Regions from separate parts of the Mus musculus genome. Here region 2 is linked to region 1. The links are chromatin contacts, called in public promoter capture Hi-C maps. All regions are on one chromosome and are shown on one strand. The core of a region is the stretch at or near the end of the contact, and the rest is flanking DNA. Distances in the headings are between cores, read along the strand shown. Region 1 holds the start of Slc7a6 (solute carrier family 7 (cationic amino acid transporter, y+ system), member 6). Region 2 overlaps Sntb2 (syntrophin, basic 2).

What was found. Promoter capture Hi-C pulls out the DNA fragments that hold promoters and counts their contacts.
Region 2: a promoter capture Hi-C map of liver shows a contact between it and region 1, with 3 times the contacts expected there. The contact joins the enhancer-like site here to the promoter of Slc7a6 in region 1. A contact is called at or near these places in 3 of 39 promoter capture datasets (hippocampal neurons and liver) and 2 of 115 datasets of contacts at active chromatin or transcription factors (bone marrow-derived macrophages and extraembryonic endoderm stem cells).

The regions. Positions count from the first base shown.
Region 1 is chr8:106,167,275-106,170,447 of GRCm38.p6, reverse strand. Slc7a6 (solute carrier family 7 (cationic amino acid transporter, y+ system), member 6) reads right to left here and starts at 1,594. Exons shown (of 10, transcript NM_178798.4): 1 at 1,494-1,594.
Region 2 is chr8:106,972,313-106,975,924 of GRCm38.p6, reverse strand. The region is part of intron 1 of Sntb2 (syntrophin, basic 2); the gene reads right to left. Among named protein-coding and RNA genes, the nearest start is that of Gm22085, 35 kb to the left of the region's middle. Within about 2 kb of position 2,179, at least 130 of the 459 cell types and tissues checked have an H3K27ac peak or open chromatin away from gene starts, as enhancers often do. A contact at or near this core is called in bone marrow-derived macrophages and liver, where this site is marked.

The DNA of each region.
Region 1 (3,173 bases), core at 345-2,844:
CTACAGAGAAGAGTCCAGCCAGGGCTAAACACAGAAGCCCTGTCTCCAGTGGGGAAGGGTATGGAGAGGGGATCAGGCTTATGGTTTCCATCTTTGTCTCTCTTTTTCTCTTTGGTTCGAGGTGCTAGAAATGAAACCCACTTGCATGGCAAGTACTGCCTTCTCTCTCCACCAGGGTGGTGATTTTTCCACACATTTGCCAGGAAAGAAAAATCAAATATAACTCAAGTAAACAGCCTAAGACCCATGTCGGGAAGCAAAAGCTATCTGTATGAAATCACAATGGAACTTGAACAAAATAGGAAGCCTGGGTAGATTCCTCAAGGACCTCACCAGGTAAAGAAGTAAAAATGACCCCAGGAAGCAGTTGCAGACTTTAAAATCTGCTCCCCCTAAGTCTTTAAATCCGAGATCGATTGGCTCTCAGATATAAGGAGCCAAACAGCTGAGCATATATAGCCTGTTAGATGAGCTGCCCAAAACTGAGAGGGGTCGTTCTCCCCGCCCCCCAATAACAGCGGAGATTGCATTCTCTCCAACACATAACCCAGTGATCTCGATTGGTTCCCCAAGACTTGTTAAATTAGGTGTTTTCTATTTATACTGACCCATTACACAACGCGGTGACCAGCCTTTTGGCTTGGTGTGCAGAGTAACAGAAATTTTCCGAACATTTCCCAAATATTTCCTGATAATTGTGACATGAGATGGTCCAATGAGACGACAAAATACAGGAGACACTCAAAAGAGTAAGAGCACCGTGTTCCCAAACGCCAATACCTCAGCACTCTAAAAGTCCCAACCGGAGTCAGAGGTTTCAACAGCCCCCAAGAAGCTGCATTCCTGCATTCACACACCCGCCCTGCTGTCTCTGCCCTCCTCACACACAACGGCTTCTTCCTCCTCCTCCTCCTCCTCCTCCTCCGCCACCTCTCAGTGCTCCAGGGAGGTTCACCCAGGCTCGCACGGTCACGGACTGCGAAGGGCTCAGTCCTTCAGCCTTCACGCCCGCTTCTCTCACACTCAAACCTCCTTCACCGTCTCCGTCTCTCTCAGGGTCGCACACACTCCAGAGCCACCCTCACGCCCACGGTTTTCCTCCTCGCACTCTGGGTTTTTCCGTCTACACACACACACAAACAAACACACACACACACACACACACACACACACACGGCCCCTTACACTCACCATCTCACAGTTTTTCACAAACAGTCCCCCTTACACTCGGGATCTTGCACACTCACAAAGCCACCCTCGGGGTCTCTCTCCCCACACACGCGCCCGCGCGCGCGCCTGCGTCTTCCTCACACGGCGGTCCACTCCAGGGATCCACGCTCCCGGCGTCCTCTTCTCAGCCGCCGCGTCTCTCCCGCGCCCTCCGCCCCACGCGGTTTCCGGCCCCGCATCCAGCACGCGGCCACGGAGGCCACGCAAGAGTGTTCGGCCGCACACCAGAACGACCCCGAGCCGAACCGGAGCCAGCCCCTCACCTCCTCGGCCTCGCCAGCTACCTCCTCGTGGCCCGGAGCTTCCAGGATGCTCGGTCGCGCCGTCGCCCCGGCGGCCGCTCAAGCCCCGCCCACGCCACGTCACTCGCACCGGATCGCGACAGCGCGCGCCGCCAGGGGACCCGGCTCGGAGCGGGGGCCCCAGGCGGCGTTGCTTCCGGGCACTGGAGCACGCCGGGGCCCTGGGCGATCCGCGTACCGTTACGGAGCAGCCTCCAGCAGGCCGCGCCCGGACTCTCCCCGCGGGCTGTGACTGGGGTGCGGTCACCCTCACCTGGGATGGACACTCCCCGGCTCCCCACGCAGTCACTTGAAGCCTCTGGGGCTCCACGTGAGGATGCTGCTGCTTGGAGCTCTAACGGGCCCACACACACCTTCTCCTCCTTGGCCTTTGGGGACTGCACGCCCAGTGGGACCCCAGACAGTTGACACAAAGAGCTCTGGACCGCCTCCCTATCTAGATAACTGCCTCCCTTCAGCCCGGGAACCCAGGAAGAAATACACTCCCGGGACCGGTGCTCTGACACTCAGTTCAGACTCCATTAGACCCAGGAAGGCTGCCACTTCTGGCTCTCTTCGCTTTGTCCTGGTCTCCCCCGACCCTGCTGACACCCCTCTTGGGGATGCTGGGACATCCTGACCTTTTCTTCTCCCGTTGGTTGCTCCTCTATCTCCTTTTAGGTTATCTTTTTCCTCTAGTGGCGCTGGCGTTCATTCTAAGACTTCCTGCCTTTTATATTCCACCGGACCTTCTAACAACTGACCAGTCTGGCAGGGATAAATATAGTCTAACGAGACAGTTGTGCTTTTCTCGTAGGCTATCAGACTTTAAAAACAAAACAAAACAAAAAAAAAAAAAAAAAAACAAAAAACAAGAACAAAAAACCCAAGAAATCAGTATTTCCTCCAGGAATAGCCTGCTAGGAGATCAAGTGGACGAAACATCTAAAGGAGGAACATATCTCCTGGCTAAATATTTACAACTTGTCAGATACCTTGAAAGAAACAGACTTGGGAGTTTGTTTGCAAGGGACCCCATTCTTTCTGCATTTCTCGCTTAAGATTTAAACCTTATTGAGAGATAAGTAGTGTGCCGGGCAATAGTGCCCATACCTTTAATCTCAGCATTCAGGAGGCAGTGGGAAGTCACTCTATGTGAATTCGAGGCCATCCTGGTCTACAAATCGAGTCCAGGACAGCCAGGGTTCTGTTACACTTAAACTTTGGAAAAACCAAATAATTAACTAAACCTCTCCTAAAGTGCTCTCCTTCCTCCTTCCTGATGAATGAAAAAAACAGGGACATGATCACTCCTAGGTATGGTTGAAGAGAAGGTTTTTTGTTTTTTGTTTTTTGAGACAGGGTTTCTCTGTATAGCCCTGGCTGTCCTGGAACTCACTCTGTAGACCAGGCTGGCCTCAGACTCAGAAATCCACCTGCCTCTGCCTCCCAAGTGCTAGAATTAAAGGCATTGCACCACCACTGCCCGGCGAAGAGAAGGTTTTTATTGTAGCTATTAGGGAGAGCACAGCCAGAGGCATTTGGAAGAATCCAGCCTGAACATAGCCAACAGGATAGACCAGGCCATGAGAGGTGACAGGGTGGGGGAAAGCAGGAAAAGAGAGAGAGAGAGAGAGAGAGAGAGAGAGAGAGAGAGAGAGA
Region 2 (3,612 bases), core at 930-3,429, 800 kb before region 1:
GCAGACTCTACATGAGAAAAAACATGATATTGTCTCTAAACCCCATTCCTAGTTCCATTTCCCGTCTCCTTCCCTCCATAGAATTCCTCTAAAAAACCCTTCCTGAGAGGCAGAGCAGGCAGATCTGGGACCAGCCTGGTTTATAGTGAGTTCCAGGACAACCAGTGCTATACAAGAAACCATGTCTCAAAAAACTAAAACAAACAAACAAACAAACAAACAAACGAGCAATGTGGCCTTTATAGACAAACAGGATGGCAAATACCTTTACTCCCTGCACCCCTGGGGTGGCAGAGCTGTCTACATAGTGAGTTCCAGGCCAACCAGAGCTACATAGTGAGATCCCGTCTCAAAATAAAACATGAACTTTTTTTTTAAAGGAGTTTTTGCAAACTGTCCAAAAACATTTTTTTCCTGTCCTCAGTTGGGTTCTGCACAGGCATCTATTATGTTAACAGGGAAGAATCAGCTTTCACACCTTTACAATCACAAACACTGAAACCCCAACTATCTGAAGAAGTTGGGGCTTTGGTCTGAATAATTTCCCCCTTTTCAGCTACTAATTTTATATGGTCAAGTAGCTGTGGGTTATTCATAAAGTAAATACTTCTTAAATTTCTTTGCAATAGTTTTCTTAAACTGTAACAGAATATGCAAGTTTATTTTAAACACCCTGGGCTTGCATTTTTAGGTGTTCTTGTGAGGAGACAGGCAGTAGTAATTAAATCTGGCTGTGCAAACCGCTACACAGTGAGCTTGTTTAAGACCCTTCCATAAGTAAAGATGCGGAAACTGTTCCCTTCGACACTGATCCAGTCACTCATTACCCACACTCCTCTCTCTGGTCATGTCACTCAGGGGCTTGACGGTGGGAAACGGCACAAGAGGCCACAGGTCTGCTGTTGCCCTCAGCCAGGCAGATCTTCCTGCCTCTGCCTTTTTAAGTGCTGGGATCACAGCAGGCCCCACCCCGCCTCCCTGTGTACTCACTTCCGATGGCCTCCTGGGGACTTCTGCAGTTGAGTAGCTCCCCTGCTTCTTTCTCTACAACAAAGCACTGCTTCACACAAAAAAATGTGCTGTTTCTGTTTCCTTTACCTTTGGGGGGGGGGGGGGGCAGAGTTTACACCTAATGAAAATTTTGATCGTGTAAAAGACTAGAAAAAAATCTTTTAAATTTCTTCATCTCTCCAGCACCTATGTGCTATCAATTGTTCTCATCTACATTTACACTGAACTCTGCTATATATCTCTCACATATTATCTCATTTAGTTCCCATGAATAAAAAACTCTTTCAGGGGCCTGGTGAAATGGCTCAGCAGATAAGAGCACTGACTGCTCTTCTCCCAAAGGTCCTGAGTTTAAATCCCAGCAACCACATGGTGGCTCACAACCATCCATAATGAGATCTGACGCCCTCTTCTGGTGTGTCTGAAGTCAGCTACAGTGAATTTATGTATAATAAAAAAAAAAAAAAAGTAAACGTCTAAGTGCAGAGACTACAGGTGTGAATTACCAGACCTGGCATAACAGAATCAATTTCCAAAGGACTATAACAGTGGTTCTCAAACTGTGGGTTGTAACCTAGCAGGGGTTAAAATACCTTTTTACAGGGTTGCCTAGACCATTAGAAAACATAGGTATTTACAATTCACAACAGTAACAAAATTAAAGTTATGAAGTAGCAACAAAAATAATTTTATGGGTGGGGTCACCACAACACGAGGAGCTGTATTAACGGGTTACAGCTTCAGGAAGGTTAAGAGTCACTGGACTAGAGTATAGTGAATAGAATCTAATATTCCGTTTACAACCCTAGGGGGGTAATCAATATAGGACCTTTCATACACTACACAATTGATCTACCATTAAACTATACCTTCAAGCCCAAAATCTAAGATTGAATTTAGATTAAAATGTGAACTAGTTACAAAAACTTTGTAACTTGGGAAGACACACCCTCCCCATATATTTTTTTTTTTTTTAGACAATCTTTTAAGCCAAAACAGGGTTTGAACCTGCTATGTATCAGGGGATGATTTTGGATTCCTGATCTTCCTGCCTTTACCTCTAGTGCTGGGACTTCAGGCACAACCCACCCCACCAGGTTCATACAGTGCTTGAATCAAACTTGGGCCTTCATGCTTGCTAGGCAAGCACCCTACCAACTGAGCTATGTACACAGCCTCTAATTCCACTCTTCTCACCTCAACTCAGGAAGTGGCTTTCAGGTGTCCCCTCCCACCTCCACATCCTCTTTTTTTTTTTTTTTTTTTTTTTTTTGGTTTTTTCGAGACAGGGTTTCTCTGTGTAGTCCTGGCTGTCCTGGAACTCACTCTGTAGACCAGGCTGGCCTCGAACTCAGAAATCTGCCTGCCTCTGCCTCCCGAGTGCTGGGACTAAAGGCGTGCACCACCACAGCCTCCTTCACATCCTCTTGTTTTTAATTTTTTTATTTATTCTATAGGTATGAGGGTGTGTGTGTGTGTGTGTATGTGTGTATACACATATATATGTATACACATACATACATACATACATACTACATACATATGTATATGTTTGTCTGTGTACCATTGCCTTCATTCAGTGCCAACAGGTACTGGATCCCCTGGAACTGAAGTTACAGATATTTGTGAGCCACAATGTGGGTGCTAGGAATAGAACCCAGGTCCTCTGTAAGAGCAGTCAGTGCTTTAAACACTAAGCCATGTTTCTAGCCCTATATAATCTTCTTGTTAATTTATTATAGATTTGTGTTGTATATGTTTGTATGTGACTGGGTGTGCGAATGTCACCGCTCATGTGGAAGGTCATGTGAGTTGGTTCAGTCTTCCTACCATATGGGATGTGGGAACTGACCTCACTTGGCAGAACACACCTTCCTGCTGAGTCATTTCAATGAATCATTCTTTTTCTTCTTTTTATAACCCACAGAGAGCACATAAAAATGTAATATTAACCCTAATATCAACTAAGTAACCAAGAGAGCTCACTCAATACATATACTAATACATATAAATGGTTCTAGAAGATAGCAGGCACTGAACACAAATATCTATAGAGTGAGATTATTATTGTTATGTAAAACTGATACGTGTAGACAGGAATCCAGACAGCAAGCTTTTTGACTTCCTGATTTTTCACAACGACCAGTTTCTGCAGGCTTCCTTGTTCAGGGTCCCCCAGAATTCGTGCATCACCATCCTAGCCTGGCACTTGTCACGTCACAGCTTTGTTTTGTCACCTACTCTACTTGCCCAATGGCACACCTGTGAAGTCCATGCCTGTCATCCCAGGACTCAGGAAGTAGAGGCCAGAGGATGATCAGTTTAAGGCTCTATGAGGCCCTGACTCACACAAACTTCAAAAAAATAAACAGAAAAAAGCTACACTCTCTCCCAACCCCCAAAGATTCCAGGCCAACAGATAAAGTAGAAATTGGGATGAAAAACATTTTATCTCTGTAAGAAATACAAAGATAAAAATGTTACACATTATTGAATGTCTTAGCAAAACGAAAAGAAACCATGGAAAATACTTACGAAAAGACTAAGCAAAATGTTCTCCATTAAACAAAAAAGTTCTAGCCATTTAAGTGCAAGGAAATC